Regions from separate parts of the Mus musculus genome. Here regions 2, 3 and 4 are each linked to region 1. The links are chromatin contacts, called in public capture Hi-C and promoter capture Hi-C maps. All regions are on one chromosome and are shown on one strand. The core of a region is the stretch at or near the end of the contact, and the rest is flanking DNA. Distances in the headings are between cores, read along the strand shown. Region 1 holds the start of 2410003I16Rik (a long non-coding RNA gene). Region 2 holds the start of Setd4 (SET domain containing 4). Region 3 holds the start of Pigp (phosphatidylinositol glycan anchor biosynthesis, class P). Region 4 holds the start of Ripply3 (ripply transcriptional repressor 3).

The links. Promoter capture Hi-C pulls out the DNA fragments that hold promoters and counts their contacts. Capture Hi-C pulls out chosen DNA fragments and counts their contacts.
Region 2: a promoter capture Hi-C map of pre-B cells shows a contact between it and region 1. The contact joins the promoter of Setd4 here to the promoter of 2410003I16Rik in region 1. A contact is called at or near these places in 2 of 39 promoter capture datasets (hippocampal neurons and pre-B cells) and 1 of 9 other capture datasets (adipose tissue).
Region 3: a contact with region 1 is called in a promoter capture Hi-C map of liver. The contact joins the promoter of Pigp here to the promoter of 2410003I16Rik in region 1. A contact is called at or near these places in 1 of 39 promoter capture datasets (embryonic stem cells), 1 of 484 Hi-C or Micro-C datasets (embryonic stem cells) and 2 of 9 other capture datasets (liver and macrophages).
Region 4: a contact with region 1 is called in a capture Hi-C map of embryonic stem cells, with 5 times the contacts expected there. The contact joins the promoter of Ripply3 here to the promoter of 2410003I16Rik in region 1. A contact is called at or near these places in 10 of 39 promoter capture datasets (the C10 cell line, the HPC-7 cell line, cranial neural crest and 6 more), 1 of 484 Hi-C or Micro-C datasets (bone marrow-derived macrophages), 7 of 115 datasets of contacts at active chromatin or transcription factors (embryonic stem cells, epiblast stem cells and stem cell-derived neural progenitor cells) and 3 of 9 other capture datasets (adipose tissue, embryonic stem cells and liver).

Annotation. Positions count from the first base shown.
Region 1 is chr16:94,008,701-94,013,211 of GRCm38.p6, reverse strand. It overlaps 2410003I16Rik (a long non-coding RNA gene), which reads right to left and starts at 2,557. Exons shown (of 4, transcript XR_003951876.1): 1 at 2,101-2,557; 2 at 1,702-1,779; 3 at 1-1,357. It also overlaps a transcript of Cldn14 not described here.
Region 2 is chr16:93,601,296-93,605,806 of GRCm38.p6, reverse strand. Setd4 (SET domain containing 4) reads left to right here and starts at 1,992. Exons shown (of 12, transcript NM_145482.3): 1 at 1,992-2,241; 2 at 2,596-2,670; 3 at 4,009-4,169. The coding sequence starts at 4,100.
Region 3 is chr16:94,368,125-94,372,635 of GRCm38.p6, reverse strand. It overlaps Pigp (phosphatidylinositol glycan anchor biosynthesis, class P), which reads left to right and starts at 2,086. Exons shown (of 5, transcript NM_001159618.1): 1 at 2,086-2,270; 2 at 2,444-2,547. The coding sequence starts at 2,206. It overlaps Ttc3 (tetratricopeptide repeat domain 3), which reads right to left and starts at 1,897. Exons shown (of 46, transcript NM_009441.2): 1 at 1,775-1,897.
Region 4 is chr16:94,325,858-94,330,368 of GRCm38.p6, reverse strand. It overlaps Ripply3 (ripply transcriptional repressor 3), which reads right to left and starts at 1,947. Exons shown (of 4, transcript NM_133229.2): 1 at 1,772-1,947; 2 at 948-1,023. The coding sequence starts at 1,872.

The sequences.
Region 1 (4,511 bases), core at 1,308-3,807:
GAGTACTACTCGGCTATTAAAAACAATAAATTTATGAAATTTGTAGGCAAATGGATGGATCTGGAGGATATCATCGTGAGTGAGGTAACCCAGTCACAAAAGAACCCACATGATATGCACTCACTGATAAGTGGTGATAAGAAGCCCAGAAGTTTGGAATACCCAAGATACAATTCACAAACCATATGAAACTCAAGAAGAAGAAAGACCGAAGTGTGGATACTTCAATGCATCTTAGAAAGGGGAACAAAACACCCATGGAAGGAGTTACAGAGACAAAGTATGGAGTAGAGACTGAATGAATGATCATCCAGAGACTGCCCCACCTGGGGATTCATCCCATAAACAACCACCAAAAACAGACACTATTGTGGATGCCAACAAGTGCTTGCTGACAGGAGCCTGATATAGCTCTCTCCTGAGAGGCTCTGCCAGTGCCTCACAAATACAGAAGTGGATGCTCATAGCCATCCATTGGACTGAGTACAGGGTCCCCAATGGAGGAGCTAGAAAAAGGACCCAAGGAGCTGAAGGGGTTTGCAGCCCCATGGGAGGAACAACAATATGAACTAACCAGTACCCCCAGAGCTCCCGGGACTAACCACCAACCAAAGAGCACACATGGTGGGACTCATGGCTTCAGCTGCATATGCAGTAGAGGATGGCCTAGTCGGATATCAGTGGGAGGAGAAGCCCTTGGTCCTAAGAAGGCTCTGTGCCCCAGTGTGGGGGAATGCCAGGACCAGGAAGCAGGAGTGGGTGGGTTGGTGAGTGGGAAGAGTGGGGAGGTTGCTTTTCCGGAGGGGAAACCAGGAAAGGGGATAATATCTGAAATGTAAATAAAGAAAATGTCCAATTAAAAAAGAAAAAGAAAAAAAAAAAGACATAAAGTCCACTGGCTTACTCTGACGACCAGGCTGCCCACCCCAAGGTCACTCAGAACTCAAGGCCATTCTCCTTGTAAGTGGGTTTGCATCATCTCTCCCTTAGCCCAGTCTCCCCAGGTCTAACCTCAAGCAGTTAAGCACATGGGCTGAGAGTCTGTCATTTCAATCACCCACTCACTGTAAGAAAGCCAAGGTGATACGCAAGGCTTTGTGGTCCTTGGCTTGCGGTTGGAGGATGCTCCAGCATCTTTACACTGCTGCAGAGCTGACAGCTCACACGGGATTCCAGGAAGCCGTTCGGCTGTCTTTTTGAGAACTGTGGAGTCCTGAGGTTTGGAGGCTCCAAAGCAGGTCTTGTTGCTCTGGGACCAAATTTAAACTCCAACAGAATGGAATGTCCTATCTCTAGAGACTTCCTTTCTTGGAGATTTAAGGTCCCTTCCTAACAGATGGTCTGTTGAGGGCAGAACCTGGGTCAAAGACAAAGTGGTGAATGTCGGATTAGCAATAAGAAACCTCACAAAACACACTAGGATGCCTTGAAACGCATAGGTAGGGAAGGGGGAGGCGAGCAGAAACTGAGGACCACATTTGACTTTGGGTGTAATTTCTGCACCCCCCGCCCCGACATCACCCCCCCCCTCATGTCCCTCCCCCACGATCCAGCCTGGTTTTTACTTCACTCTCCTGCTGCCTCTGTGACTTCAGTGACTGCTTTCCCCATCTGTTCCTCATCCTGTCTCCTGCCCCCTCTAGCCCCCCCTTGTCCCCTACCCCCCCTACCCCCGCGCAGAAATGGAGCCTTTCTCCCAACCTGTTTCTTTCTGCTGCTGACCCATTGCCACGGCAACTCTGCAGCGCAGCAACATACTTCCTCTTCCAGTTCTTGGCACTTCAGAGTAAAAGACAAAAAAAAAAAAAAAAAAAAGTCTGCTGCAGTGGTGCAAATCTCCCCCTTCTTCAGTGTGTTCACTCAGAAAGCACAGCTCAGCCCCTGTTTCTCGCTCCTAATCTCTGCTTCTCCTTCTGAGATTTATAGCTCAGATATATGTCTGCCCCTTCTTCAAGCTAGCTACAGGCTGGTGTCTTCATCCATCACCCTGCCTGCTATCCATCTCACACCGTGGTCAGTCCTCGAGGGCCTGCTGCACCGGCTCACCCTCTTCCCGTTTGCCTGGTGCGTTCCTTTTTCCTTTCTTCTTCTCCTCCTCACCTTAGTTCTCTTCCTCCTCCTTTTTCGTCTTCTTGCTCGTTTGTTTGTTTTTGAGACGGGGTCTTACTGCGTAGTTCTAACTAGCCTGAAACTCCGAGATCTGCCGGTCTCTCCATCCTGAGTGCTGGGATTTAAGGTTTGTGCCACCAGGGCCAGCCTCCTTGCATTTTTCTAATGGAAATTTTACACCTCCCCAGAGGACAGCAGTGTCAGGCACCTGCCTGGCCACCTAACATGGGTGAGGTGGGGTGGGGAAGAGTCCTTGTCTTTTCAGCAGCATCAGGCACCTGCCTGGCCACCTAGCCTGGGCCTCCTTGTCATCTCAGCAGCATCAGGCACCTGCCTGGCCACCTAGCCTGGGCCTCCTTGTCTTCTCAGCTGTTTGCCGTTGCACATAGTTCCCAGAGGGTGTTGGGAGGAACAACAGTCCCAAAGAATGGTCTACCAAATGAAGCACCATTCAGTAAAGAAATTGTTTCCTTAAACACACGGTCCCTAAAGACAAACAAGCATAGAGCTCGTTATTGGGGTCACATGGGCAAACATGCCTTGGGGACAGTTCATTCTGTGTGTCAACTTGGTTGGGCATGATCCAGATATGAGTCCAAAAGTTATCCTGGATGTTTCTGTGAGAATGTTTGTTTCTGTCTCAGGGCAGGCAGAAACCTGGAGGCAGGGGTTAATGCAGAGGCCGTGGAAGGGTGCTGCTTACTGGCTTGCTCGCCATGGTTTGCTCAGCCTGCTTTCTTATAGAACCAGGACCATCAGCCCAGAGATGGCCCCGCCCACAATGGGCTGGGCCCTCCCCCATCAATCACTAATCAAGATATCCCCTGTAGCTGAATCTTACCGAGGCACTTTCTTAATCAAGGCTCCCTCCTTTCAGGTGACTCTAGCTTGTGTTGAGTTGACATAAAAACTAGCCAGCACAGTTAAATCGATACAGTAGACAGCAGAGGGCATTATGCCCATGATGTAGGTGGCCTCATTTCGTTAGCTGGAGACCTAAATAGACAGGAAAAAAAAAAAAAACCCACTGCCAAGGGGGTACTCTGTTTAGGGAATGGTCTTGAAGTCGAACCACACTATTGACTCTCTGAGGGACTTTAATTAGTATATGTGCATGTATGAGTTAGTCTGTGCTCCTCAGCTAGCCTGTGCACCTGTGCGCTGTCTGTGGAGATCAATATCAAGTGTCCCCCTCAGTTGCTAGCCACCTTACTTTTTGAGAGAGGGTCTCTCACTGAGCCAGCTTGGCTGCCGGTTGGTCGAGCTCCGGAATTTGTCTCCCTGCACCCACCCACCCGGGGGTGACAGGCATGCATAGCCATGCTCAGCTTTTTCTTTATGCTTGCACGACAGTTTACCCACGAAGCACTCTCCAGGTCCTTGTCTGTCAGTATTTCTAAGCTCACTTTAAAGATCAAAACAGGCACAAGACACATATGCAAGGTCATTCATAATGGGGAACAGAGCTGGGACCCAGCTGGCCCGTGTGCCTGCAGGCTGCTTAGCTTCACAATCTGCCTGCCTTTCCCTGGTGCCAGGGTGGAGTCTCTTATACCAAAGTGTCTTGTGCATGTGGTATTGATAAGCTTGGGTAGTAGGTAGACCGAGTGGCTGAAGAAACGGGAAGCAGTGTGCATGCCCAGCCTTAAGCAAGTGTGGACTAATGTGAGTCTTGTCTTCTGCTGGACAAGACCTATCTAGACCCCAGGCTTCAGTGGAGATGAACACACCATGGAGGTGACCTGGGCAGTGACCAGGTGATGGGGGACAATTCCCCTGGCAATAAAGTCATTTACAAGTTAATCTTTACTTTCAGTCTCTCTGTCTTTCCCTCTCAGCCTTGCTGTGTCTTCCCCACTCACCTAAGGAGACACTTCTTGTGTGTGCGTTTCTTCTTGCCACCTGGACAGAGCTGCCTCTCTGGCCACTTCTGATCTCATCCTTCTCTAATACAATCATCGATCCATCGATCGATGCCACCCCTTCCACCAACTGTATTTCTTCCCGGAACCGCCTCACTGCCTTGACTTTCCTCTGGCTATTTTCCCATTTCTTAGTACTGTTCTCAATCTGAGCTTTCTTCTGAATTTGGACACCAAGTGTCACCAGCGGTGACGGGCAACAATGAGGCCTAAGAAAACAGGTCATTTGAGCTGCAGAGACGTCAGGGAAAGGCTCTCAGGACTCGATTGGCCTTTTGTTAGGAGAACAGAGACTTTATGAGCCGGCTGAGCGAGACACTGGCCCCTTTTTAAAAAGGACAGAGTCGGAATGGCATGTTCTGAAAGGGCAGCGTTGATAGCTGAAACTAGGTGCGCCTCAGGCCGGGGCTGTGGGAAGCCCGAGCATCTTGGGCACCAGCAAAGTTTCTAGCAGCCTTGGGAAGGAGAGGAAAGTCAGGT
Region 2 (4,511 bases), core at 743-3,242, 410 kb after region 1:
AGAGCATAATGAATGACAATTAGGGGGTGGGGGAGGTTTTGGGAGACAAGCTAGGGTCCTCCTGATCACTCTTGATTTATTATTTGCGCCTTGCATTAGAAACTGCCTCAATCTGTTAAAGATGTTTCAAGACAGATCAAAGCCATTCAAGATGAACTTGGCTCTTTGCCACCATGGTGGGGACTGACCTCCTCAGTGCATCCCACGGAGTGATGTACACTCTCCTCAAGGGACAATGCTGTCTTTACAGCAACCAATCAAAGGTGGCTTGTATGAGGCCCAGAGGCTTAGGGACCAGATACTGAAAATCCAGTGTCCTTCTTGCATCCTGGCTCCTCCCCATTCTCCTGACTTTCCTCTGTATCCTCCTTATCCTGACCTTTTGGCCTTTTAACCTTTTTCCCCCCTTCATCTTCTCTGGAGACAGGGTTTCTCTGTGGAGCCCTCACTGTCTTGGGATTTGCTAGGTAGAGCAGGCTAGCATAGATCCACCTGCCTCTGCCTCCAGAGTGCTGGGGTTAAAGGCATGTGCCATCATACCGAGCCCTAACTTTTTTGTTTGTTTGTTTTTTTAACAGAAGTTTCTCTTGGATCGTTTCACTGACATTACTCAGTTATTCATACAAATCAAAGCCAAAACAGTACTTCTTTTAGAGTCATGCCAGATCAAACCCCTAGAAAATGATGCTCCCTGCCAGCAGGAACTAGGTAGACAGAAACAGTCGCCCCTATCCTTTGCATATAAAGGATCTGGAACAAACACCGCACCCCCCCCCCGCGACCCCCCCTCCCAATCAAGACCCTGAAATTGAATTCAAACGTAGCGATTCAGAGATTGCAGAAATAAAAAGTAGCTGATATTGTTAGCATCAGGACCTCCCAAACCTATGACATCACATAGGCGACAGCGCGACCTGCAGCATATTCCCAGCATCCACTTGGCTCACCTCCCACCTTTACCTTCATTACGTCATTTTCCATATAAATAAGGAGAACGCCCCCTCTGTCACTCCCTCTTTTCTCTTTCCGCCGCCACCTCGTCCCTCTCTCTCAATAAAACCTCTTCCACGTGGAACTGTTTTGGCCTAGTATGCTGTTAAGACGCGACCTGACATTCTAACACATCAGATATCTATCCCAGTGGCAGTGGTTGCAAAAACGTACAACAGGCGCTGTAGTGTCAGAACCCAGCTTTCTCATTCTGTCCCTTTCTCCCTTCCACATCCTTAGCTACAAAAACTCCAGCTTAAAGCATGAAATGTGCCTTTTCCTGACCTCTGGTCTTTATGTGACAAAGTCCCGTGCTTGGATCGCGACATGCAGAGCTAGAACTAGAAAACCCACTTCTTTGAGTAAAGCTTGCTCCTCGCTGTTTGAGGACGTCTAAATTCTCTCTCTCTCTCTCTTTTTATTTCTTCCCATAATCCTAATTCGTACTTTTACTCTGACCCTAACAGTTCCAGTAACAGTCTTGGGACAAGACAGAAATGCCTTCATAGTGGATAAGAGGAAAGGCGGGGGACAGGCTGTCTGGGAGAATGGACCGCCTGGGTCCTGGCAGCTGGAGGGCAGGGCAAGGTGGGGATCAGGTAAGCCAGTCTGGTGGAGGGGGCAGGAAGTCGGAGGAAGAAAGGACACGGTGAGGAAAGACTTCCCGTTGGCTATTTGGAGCATGGGTCAGCAGCTATGCTCATCGCGTTATGGCGTAGCTGTGGAGGCCTGGGAGTTGCGCATGCGCGTGCCAGAGGCGTAGGCTCGCCGCACCGCAGCCGCTTTCTCCGTAGCTGGTGGAGCGGTCTGCGTCCGTACCCCGGCTTCGCCGCGGTTTCTAAGGTAAGCAGGAGCACTTCCGGTGGGCCTGGCGTTGCCTGGGCAACGGGAGCGGGGTTCCGTTGGCTTTTTTGAGTTCTGTGTAGCTCCAGACCCCAATTTCCTCTGCGCGTGTGGAACCTCTCCCGGAACGGAAGTCAGGACCAGAGCGACTACTGCGCAGGCGTGGTGTGCGGCCAGCGGGCCTGGGTTGGTTCGCTGGTGCGGGTGGCATGGATTGATTGATGTCCGGTCCGTCCAGGACTGCGAGCCAGGACGGCGCTGTGGCGTGTGGCCATCACTGAGGCCCCGGTGGCAAGCAGGGGGCAGGGCTGCGGTGGAACTGCGCGTCCTTGTGCACCACACGTGGGCTCCAGGACGGACCTGGTGCCTGGCTCCAGACTGACTCGTAAAGCAAGTCTTGCTGCCGAGGTAGATTAAACTACCTGGGCGGCTTGGTGGGCGGTCCTTTCCTGCCCTCCTTTATTTTTAGAGTAGATTTTAAAATCATTTCCACTGGTTTGGCACATGTTAGATGGATGTCACTTTAGTACGGTACAGGGTAGGATGGAAGTAGTAAAGGCTGTTAAGAATGCTGGACGTGGTGGCGCACGCCTTTAATCCCAGCACTTGGGAGGCAGAGGCAGGCAGATTTCTGAGTTCAAGGCCAGCCTGGTCTACAGAGTGAGTTCCAGGACAGCCAGGGCTACACAGAGAAACCCTGTCTCGAAAAACCAAAAAAAAAAAAAAAAAAAAAAAAGAATGCTTTCATATAATGTTCTCTAGGGCGTTTTGTTACAGAGTCCTGGCATTCTTTTTACCCAGAGGCAGGACCCAAAGGGGTTTATCTTATGTATAAAGGTAAGTTGCCTACAGGTATGTCTACGCACCACACGCTTGCAGTGTATAGAGAGGCTAGAAGAGGACATTGGATCCCCAGGCAGTGGAGTTACACATACGGGTGCTAGGAACTGAACCCTGATCTGCAGGAGCCCCTTGCGCTCTTAACCCCGGAGCTATCTCTCCAGCTGCCCACTCCCCGCCCCTATCTTTTAAACTAGAATTTTCTTCAACTTTAGTGTTACTCAGTATTTCTTGTATGGTTTTAAATGTTAGCATGTATCTTCCAAGGACGCTTGCCTGTGTTTCTGTTGTTAGTTTCTACAGTTGGTCTACACTCTTGTCTGTTCCTGGATCTTTCCTTTTTGGCCTCTGAGAGGCTAATGTGGAATGGAGTCATTTTATGTCTTCCGGTCTCTCTGCCTTGTGCTCTCTTTAGTCTACTGCGAATGCCCATTTTAATCATTCTGACCTTTAGAGCTAAAAATCCACTTTACACCGAGTGGGGCTTATTTATTTTTTCTAAGACTTTTGAACTGATGGGTGCTTCATAATGACCGGGTATTTTTTGTATTAGTTATTATTTTATGTGCATAGATGTTTTGCCTTCGTTTTCTTCTGTGCACTGAGCTGTGTCTCCAGTCCCTGTGTGTTCTTCAGCACAGTTACGTAGCACTATACTAAATGTTCACTAGCATTGAGCTGTGAAAGTCACCAGAGGATATGTTTAGAAAATCAGCTGTGAGATTTTAGTCGGTAGGGCCTCCTGATGGTTTTGTTTGCTCCTTTTAAAGCAGTGGTTCTCAACCTTCCTGATGCTGCTATCCTTAAATACAATTCCTGATGATATAGTGACCCCAGCCATAAAATAATTTTGCCGCTATTTCATAACTGTATTTTTGCTACATTATGAATCATAGTGTACATGTCCAATATGAAGCATATCTAATAGACGACCCCAAAGGGGTTGTGAATCACAGGTTGAGAACTACTGTTTTAGAGGCTTCCCCTCATAAGTGGAACTTGTTACTTCAGGGATCCCAATTGAGCACTAGATAAAATGGTTTGGTGTTCAAAGCTTTTAAGAAAAGGATTTTTTTTTTCCTTAAAGAATGAAAACATGGGGCTGGAGAGATGGCTTAGCATTTACAAACACTGACTACTCTTCCAGAGATCCTGAGTTCAATTCCCAGAACCCACATGGTGGCTCACAACCATCTGTAATGGGATCCAATGCCCTCTTCTGGTGTGTCTGAAGACAGTGACAGTGTACTCATTTATATGTAAAATAAATAAATATTTTCTTAACAAAAAAAATCCTGAAAACATTCACCAAAATAAGTATTTGTATATTCAAAGGTGCCCAGGCCCGTGGTTCTCGTCCAGCTGGAAGGGAGGGCTGAGCTGCGAGTTGTTCTCAGCTAAACACAGCACAGGCTCCAGGGATAGCATGCAGAGACGAAGAGGAAGAACAGAGAGGGCCAGGAAGAGACGGCGGCGAAGCTCTGGTTCAAGAGCAGGTACAGGCTGCTGCTCCTGGGAGGAAGCCCTGTGTAGAGGAGGGTCTGCTCACCGTGCTCCTCAGAGCACTGTTGTTCCTAAGGAACACTTGTTAATGGCGTCCCTGTGTGCTGTGAGAGGTGAAATGTGCCTTACACACTCCTTCTGGTTTCTTCTCTGTGGCTCTGCTTCTGTCTGTCCATCCCTTTCCCTCCTCCTGTCTGTCTATCCCTTTGCTCTGCTCTCTCTCTCTCTGAAGATGATCAGATGTGTGTCTGATCGACGGTGTGAAATACTTTGGTCTCGTCCTCGGCCTGGTGGATGCTGCCTTTTCATGGATTTCTTGCATCTGTCGTCTTTGG
Region 3 (4,511 bases), core at 837-3,336, 360 kb before region 1:
GTTTTAAAGAGTAAAGACTATAAACAATTCCAAAGTCCATCAAAATGAGTACAATGCAGTGCTATACCAACATTTATAATAATTCAAAGAAAGTACAATTATTCGATTTATTCATATATAAATCTCAAAACGTGATGCTGAGTGAAAAAGCAAGTTGCAAAAAGTCACAATTTTATATCACTTTGGTTAAAAACAAATACTATGTATTGTTTATATATTCACCATTACCAAATTATAAGTTATGCATGGAAATGATACACACAAACCTGAACACAGTGGCTATCTCTAGGTAAGGAGGGGCTCAAACTCTCAGCATCTCCAAAAATGTTTAAGCTTTTTTTTGTTTGTTTTTGTTTTTGTTTGTTTTGGAGAATCTGAAGTAAATTTGGCAAAAAAATAAATATATAACAAACAAAATGGCCTGATTTGGTTAGATCTACCTGTGTTTAATCTCTAAGTATTCCAGAAATTAAAAGAGAAAAAAGGAAAATTAAGCAACAATAAGAAAACCGAGCAGGAGAGAAAGACAATCCGCAGCCCTTGAGCGCAAAGCACAAACCCCTGACAAGCACAGTAGTGGCAATTGAATCCCTAGGAGAGTTTTACCGTATAACAAACCCATTTTTCTTAAAATAAAATACACATTTCTTGAAAGAACGTGTTCTAACTAGAGCTGTGGTTGTGAGAAAACTGCCCCGGAGAGAGCAGTAAAACCTGTATGATTTCAACCCTGTTCCCTTGATCCCTCGCCAGAGTCCAGAGCTTTAAAAGGCTGCTATAAACACCCTGCAATACCCAGTGTTAGCCATCGCCTGGTGAGAGGCACAAGCACAAACGGTGGAAAGAATTTGCAAACTGAAGGACGTCTGGAAACTACAAGCTTCTGAGAAAGGTACCGTGCAGTGGTACCGACACACCCTCGGCTTCATTTTGGTCCTTTGTCCCCCCACCCCCCTAGTCTGTCCCCTCCCCAATAGGAGATGGCAGCCCAGGCCTCAGTGACGTCGCCAGCACTGCGGAGCAGCAGCCCTGCGCAGGCGTAGGAAAAGGCTGCAGGTGGGGAGGTGGGGTGGGGGGCAGCTCTGCGTCCCTCCCGGGTCCTCCCAGAAACGGGGGTGGGGGTGGGGGGGAGAGGCGCGCACACACAGACCAGGGGCAGCGCGCACGCGCGTCACCGCAATTCCAACCCCGCGCACGCCACAGGGCCCCTACACAGCGCACCTTTGGGGACCCTCGAGGACGCACGCGCGCGCCTGCCACTGCAGCCTGCCGCAGCGGCGGGTGGGCGGGCGCGCGCGGGTGCTGAGGAGGGGGCGCGCACACCACAGGGAAGGCAGTGACAAAGGTGGGAGGGGAACCACCATCCTCAGAGGATGAGAAGGACGCCCACGCCGTCGTAGGGAAGGGAGAGCGTAGGAACAAAGCGGGCCAGCCGCAGACCCAGAGGCGCGTCCCCGAGCGCTCGGAACGCGGGAACGGGTACCTGACCCGGGATGTCACCCGCACGCCAGGCGACGCGCACACAAAAGACCCCCCTTCTACCGTTAAGGACGCCCGAGGGTCACTGGACAAAGGGAACACACCCACAAGGGCAAGGGCGGCCACACCCCCTCAGCGCGCGGGCGCTCGGCGAGACGCGCGGCGACGCGCACACCCACACTCACCACACACCCACGGAGGGAGGTGTGGAGCGCCCCGATGCCCGGGCATCTCGGCTGCGGCGGGACGCGCAGACGCTTCCGTGAGCCCCGCCGCGCGCAGGGTCTGCACTCACCCGGGCCCGCAGCCCGCGAGCCTCAGACGCGGGCTGCCGACGCCTCCGGCCCTCCACGTCAACCAGACCCGCAGAGCGAACGCTCCGCGGCTCCTGAGGCGGGCGGGTCACGTGGCTTAGGGTGCGCATGCGCAGTCGCCGCGTCGCCCCCTCAGCTCGGTGGGGTGGGTGGTGAGACCGTGCTAGCCCCCTCGCTGCGGTCGCGGTGCGCCTGCGCCAAGCGGCGGGGGCGCCTGCCAGCCTCTGCTTTTCCTCAGGTTTTTTTTTTTTTTTAATTTCCGCCCACGCTGCGGGGGTAGCTGAGCCGCGCCTGCGCATTGGACTGAGTGGGGCTGAAGGGTGGGGACGGGTGGGCGTCGGTGCTCGCAGGACTCAAGGTCCCGGGCCTCCTGTTTCCTCTGAGCCTCACGAAGGCTGGGACAGGGCCCATCATGAGAGGGCAGGACTCGGGGCCTCTGTCCAGCCCGGGCCCCTTCCTCGCCTCAGAGGGTCCGAGGTGCGCATTTTCCCCGCAGCGCGCGCTCCCGCCGCCCCCTCAGCTGCAGTGGCGCGCGCGCGCGAACATCCGCAGTGGCTGTGTCCGCAGCAAGCGATGAGATTATGTAACAGACCATTGGTGAAGGGGGGCGGGGGGAGATGTCTGACGACGATTGTGTTCCTTTTCCACAGATTGTCTAAAGCCACAGGGAAGATGGTGGAAAATTCACCGTCGCCATTGCCAGAAAGAGCGATTTATGGCTTTGTTCTTTTCCTAAGCTCACAATTTGGCTTCAGTAAGTACTGGAATGATGGATGGCCAAGGCCCTTAATGGTATTGAGAACCAGGAAATAATGTGTTTGTCCTTAGAACGTACACACATGAACTGTTGATTCTTTCTACCTGTGTCTCTTCACGAGTCCTAAAAGGGGTACCGTTTGTTTGCTCAGTTTATGTATGCAGTTCTAGATGAACTCTCCAATATTTATTTAGCACTAGGCTTGATGCTAATGTGAATAAAACCTGGCCCCAATCCTTGAGGTCATAGTCATGTGGAGAAGCATAGTAAACCCACAGTTCAGAGAGCATGATGAGTGCCCTGGAAGAGCCTTGGAAGGTTTAGAAATTGGGGTTAGCTACCTCCAGGCCACTCCCTGGCAGTTCTATCAGAATAAGTCAGGAAGGACCATGGATAGAGTCTCTGAGTGAAGGCCTGTGAAGGTTTGGAAGTGAGATGCTTATAGCTCCAGGATAGCATGCTGTAGCTGAAGAGTGAAGATAATGGGCCAGAGAAGTCAGGTGTAAGAATGTACCCTTAACGTCTGGGATCTGCATTAATGCCCACAATGTTCCATTTTGTAGATGAGGCCACTGAGGCTTACAAAACAAAACAAAACAAAAACAAAGAACAAAAACAAACTTAATATGACCAACTCAACAAACAGAACCAAAGTCCCTCTTCAAATAGTTTGGAAGATATGAGGCAATCAAGTGGTAGAAAATTGAATGCCCACAATCCAACCTGGTCCTTGATAGAAATCAGAATGTCTATGTGGAGGTATCCTTCCCAATTCTTAAGTGAAAAGTACTAGCTTAGCTGTAGTGTAGTGGGATGAAGAAGCTACAGTTACTGGCTCTTTCGTGGAATCATTGTTTGGCCTGAGAGCTTTGTGTTTTGCATGAAGTGAACCTGTGAAGTAGGTGCTGCCTTGCTTCCTCAGTTTAAAGATGGGAATACTGAATTTAAGTAACTTGATCAAAGCCAAATAGCAACAGGACTGGAATTAGAACAGGTATACTGGCAGACTTCACTCTACTGAAGTCCTTTGACTCTTGTATTAACTTGGGTAATTTATGCAAAGAAGCTGCTTAATAAACATTAGCTGCCCTTTATTTCTATAAATTACTATTCAAAGAGGATTTTAAGGATTGGAATCTACAAGCATGTTAGATAAACCAAAACCTAATTGAAGAATTTACTGAGCACTTACTATGTATCAGACAGTGTTAGAGGCCAGGGAAAGGTAAAATAACCAAACCTTGTCTGCCTTCATTTGAGCTTTCTGCATACTTGGAGACGACAGATAAGTAAAACATATCCAGGAAGCAAAACAGGGATAGGGTGGAGGAGATTAAGGAGCAGGAAGAGCCCTCCTCATGTGCTGTGCTGCTGTGTGCTATCTTTTAATACTACAACTTACCATGCAGAAAGGAAAAGATCTCTGTAAGCATCTTTGTTCGGCACCAGAAGCTTACAGAAAGCACAAACCATCTCTTCAGGAGTTACTGTATTCCAGTCTTGGCATACAAAGCTCTGTAACACTTCATTCTTAAGACAAAACCCACCACTGCTGATGTAGCCTGAAACCTGTCTCCACCACTTCCTTTGTACAAATGAGTCCTTTCTTGTGTATAAAAATATACATGTGCGTCTCAGGACTGTTTTGAGGATTAAACGAGTTAGTCCATGTGGAGAAGTTTAGAATCTATTGTTAAAACACGGAGACAGCAGAAAAGGAGCCTACAAGACTGGGTATTGGTAGAAAGAAGATTGTACATAGACAGTCAGAACCAGAGGTGACAAGTTCCCTTTAAGCAACTACTTCTTAAGTAATTACTTCTTCCCTATGGAGAAACAATGAGCATGTAAAATGCAGGAGCAAATTCTAGCAATAAGTTCCTAAGAAATATGTCCATAGACTTTTTTTAAATTATCATTAAATTTGCTTACAATTCAAATGATATCCCCCTTCCCCGTTA
Region 4 (4,511 bases), core at 698-3,197, 320 kb before region 1:
ACTTTAAGTCTGAGTGGAATGAGATAGAAAGAGTTCTCTTCAGTCACTTAGAAATTTGGAGCAGGGATTATCAGGACTGAAACAAAACCATGTAGCAGACTCTAGCTGCCCTCCTGTTTGCTCCGTTCTTTAAGCTTCTATAAATGCTAACTGAATTAAAGCACTCAGTATTCAAAGAAAATAACTTAAATGTAAAAGAATAATAGAGGAGTAATTTCCCACAGTTAACTTTTCATATCACATCTATCTGTACATTAAGCTGTATCCCACAGGTGTTGTGTAAGTGAGATGCATGGCCCTTCCTAAGCTACCTCCACTGTTTTAAAGGTCCATTTATATTTGAGAATATAGCAAATGTAAGCAAAACATTCGCTTAATAAGTCAAAAGCAATTAACCGGCAAGGCAAAGATAAAGGGATAGCTGTGGCAATTAATCTTTGCTGACAAAGCCCGGTGCTTGAGTGTATTTGCACAGAGAACAGAAGATCCTGCAAGAGTTCTTGCAGACAGGGCCAGACAAGGGTGGGAGCTTTTAACTGCACTGTCTGGGCACCTGAGGTGGATGGAGGTCTGCCTGCTTTGCAGTGTGGTACATAATCAGCTTTTCTCTAAGGGGGCTGGGCTTTGCCCCTCCCTCCCCCATGCTCTGGTTTATAGAAGAACCCTCCTCTCCCACCGCTGCATGTAATTACCATGCAAAGCCCATGTCCTCAGCTGTTTGCTTTTCAAGGACGGAGGAGCAATCGCGAGCCCAGTGGGCCCATTAGCACCTCCGTTCACTCTGGGCTCTACCCACCAGACCTTCAGGAACTTACTTGTGGGTTAGGCCAAGCTAAGCACGAGAGAGGAGTCCTTCCCCCGGGTTTTGGTTTTGTTTTCAAAGTTATTATAGACGTGGTGCCGCTTTCTGGATTGACTATTGCCTACAACAGTCACATTTAGCTTACCGGACGTTCAGTTCTGGTCAGTTCAGCATCTCCGGGGGGAGGCGACATCCACGGTCTCCACGGGGCTGGAATGGAACTGGAAACAAGCACCAGGAGAGACTGAACTCCTGGCGTTTCTGCCGCCCCGCCCCCCCAAAGGTTACTATGAGGTTGATACCATAGTGTCTGTTTGACAAAGAGTCCCTGCACACACCATGATCCCTTAAGGTCTGTCTGCCGATGGGCCAGTCAGTACTTTACCTGTTCCTGCCTCCTGAAGAATTCTCCGGGCTCTGCTTCCTAGTACACTCTGAGATGGGAAGCCCCAAATCTAACCTATTATTAGGGCGCGTGTGAGTGGAGATTATTTTTTCTCCTAGCAAATCTCTCATTGATACCTCAAATTTTTCTAATACAGATGGTTGGTTTCAAGTACACCACCTCTGCTGCTGGAGACTCCTTAGACTACTATGCCAAAGGCGTTTCTGCATCGCCAAACTGCTCCGCTTCCTACCTACCCAGCTAATCTGATTTCCTTAAACTTCACAGCTTTAAAGATAGCGATGTCCCTGGATGGGCAAACACCGATCCCCAGCGTAGGGCAGGAGACTGTCACTTTGTGATAGACCGCAGGATCCTTTTATAAATTTCTTATGGGGCCCCCAGCCTTCAGTATTTTCCAGCTGGATCAATTTCAGATCCTCAATACACGCAAGTGTTGCCCATTTCCTTGCCAGATATCCGCGGGGTCCCTGCACTTCAGACAGGAGTTTGCAGTAGTCGATCTCAGGTTAAGGAGCTCAGTGTCTGGGTGCACCTCCACCGGGGCCACAGGACACCCTCACCTTTCGGGCCCGCGTGGCAGCGGTAGCCTCCCGGGATCATCCCCCGGACAGTGGCAGAGGCGTCCCCGCGCCTCCCGGACTCCGGCCGCCTCCGGTCTCATGGTGCGGGTGTCGCGCGAATCTCTCAGCCCGACGGCGCCTGGTCCCCCTGGCTGAACGCGCTCACCTACCCGCTCACTCGGCGCCAGGTTTAAAAACTGGGGCGGGGCGGGGAGGGGACTCGGGGAAACTGCGCCCCGTGGGGAGGGGGAGGGCAAGGGACCTCGGGAAGGGACGGAGGAAGCAGAGGGTGGAGACCAGAAAGGCTCAAGGAAGAGAGCAGGGTCGGGACGGCGGGGAGGGGTGTGTGTCCAGAGTGGAGAAAGGACAAAAGAAAACCAGGAGGGTCACTGGCGGAGCGGGAAGCGCAGGGCGGGACAGACGGCCTACAGGGCCTCCGAGATGACGGGTGGCGGCTGCGCGTCCCGGGGAACAATTTTCCCCACTGCTGAGCAACTCCTGGGGCCGCTGCCCTCGGGGCTCTGATCCCTAAAAGCATGAAGCCCCACCCCGCACCCCAGTTCTCCCAGAGTTTCCCTTTCAGCACTGTGAGAGGTGGTGAGTGTGGGGCACAGAGTCCTCGCTACACCGAGGGTCAGGACAGCTCCACGAGTGGGTGACAGCTGGGTTTACGAAGCCAGGCGAGGGTTTAGGCGCAACCTCCGCACCGACGAAAGCCTTAAGATGGGGGAGGGGTGCTTCCTGTTAGGGGTCACCAGTCAGGACCCCGGGTACCCCTTTGCCCAATAACCTGTTCTCCAGTGCCAGGTGACTGCATGTGAACACTGTAGCTTGGTCTGTGTCATTTAAATTAAGTGACTCGGGTTTTAAAAACCGAGAGGGGTGGGGAATAAAATGTTTTCGAATGGTTTATTTAAGATCTGGGGAATATTTAACACCAATTAAGGGCAAATAGGAAAGAGGGAGTATTTACAAATTTTATTTACAGTATTAAAAGCCCTGAATATAAAGCAGGAAGCTGGGAGTGAGCAAACAATGTGAACTCACGAACACAGTTAAGGTGTCAGTGGTTTCTTGTTGTTTTAATAAAAAAACACCTAGATGTGGGTGCCTTTTAAAGAACTTTGATAACGTGTATCTGTGAGCCCAAAGAATGAAAAGGTATCTAGTGACAGCCAAGTGTTCCCAATAGTATGTAAAGGATGGGGGTATGTTATATAGCTGATAAAAACACACTCATGTTGAGCCATCACTCAGGAGGCAGAGGCAAGGGGATCTCTGTGAGTTCAAGGCCAGCCTGGTCTACAGAGTGAGTTCCAGGACAGTCTAAGGATGCACAGAGAAACCCTGTCTCAGAAACTTAAATAAATAAATAAATAAATTTGTGCAGGTCTCTTTTCTCTCCTAGTCCTGTGTCTGAAATCCAGGAACTCTACGGAGTCCTGAACACTATGGAAAATTAGATAAAAGGTTATTTTTAGATCATTTTATCTTATGTGTGTTTTACCTGCATGCAGGTCTGCCCACCATGTTACCTTTCCATCCTCTGGAACTGGAGTTACAGACGGTTGTGAGCCACCATATGGCCGTTGAGAACCAAATCTGAGTCCTCTGCAAGAGCAACAAGTGCCCTTAACCATTGAGCTGTGTCTCCAGCCCCTAGATACAAGGTTTAGAAAGAGGAGCTGCTTAGGGTAACTTTGTTTTTACATTTGTTTGTTTGTTTGTTTGCTTATGTGTATGGGCAAGACATGTGGGGGCCAGAAGACATCTTGTGGGGGGCTGCTCTTTCTGTCTCCCAGGTGGATTCTGGGATGAAGCTCAGCATTTCTTGGCTTCTTTATCTGATGAGTTATCTTACTGACCCAGCTTTAAGGATTTTTAAAATGTTTTCTAAATTTTCAACAATGAACGTATTGCTTTTTTTACTGTTGCAAAATAGAATTCAAACTTACCATTTTAATCGTTTTCAAATCTACACTTAAGTGAGTGAGATAAAGCACTCACATCCCCTTCCCATACCCACTTCATCCCAGATGCTTTTTTGTTTGTTTGTTTGTTTGTATTTTTTTGGTTTTTCGAGACAGGGTTTCTCTGTGTAGCCCCAGCTGTCCTGGAACTCACTTTGTAGACCAGGCTGGCCTCGAACTCAGAAATCTGCCTGCCTCTGCCTCCCGAGTGCTGGGATTAAAGGCATGCACCACCACCGCCTGGCTCCCCAGAAGGTTTTGATCCCACACTGAAGCTGCCCCTGCTTTGGACCTAGATTCCCCTCCCCCACCCTGGGTAACCACTACTCTAATTTCTGTATCTATAAAAGTAACTGTTGTGTTCCTTTGTGAAGTATATAATGTTATCATCCTCATTCCAAGCCTACAAATTAGGCATTATCTTCAGTCTGCAGATTAAGAAACCATATCTTGTTCCTGGGTAGGAGAGATGGCTCAGTGGTTCAGAGCCTGTAACTGATCCTGCAGAGGACTGGGGTTCAAGTACTCATATTAGGTGTTTCTCGACAAGCTGTAACTTAAGGGAATCTAACGCTCTCTCATGTGGGCACCAGCATTCATGGGCACATACCTGCATGTTGTGCCAGGAAGCATTTGTGAGCCCCAAAAGACTACCAAGGAGCTGACTCTGATGTAATTGCATTAGGGTCTGTTTATTACAACTTGAGCTTGGGCACTCTGTCAACCCTGAGACAGCAGGACGGGAAGGTAGAGCAGCCCCGAGCCCTCAC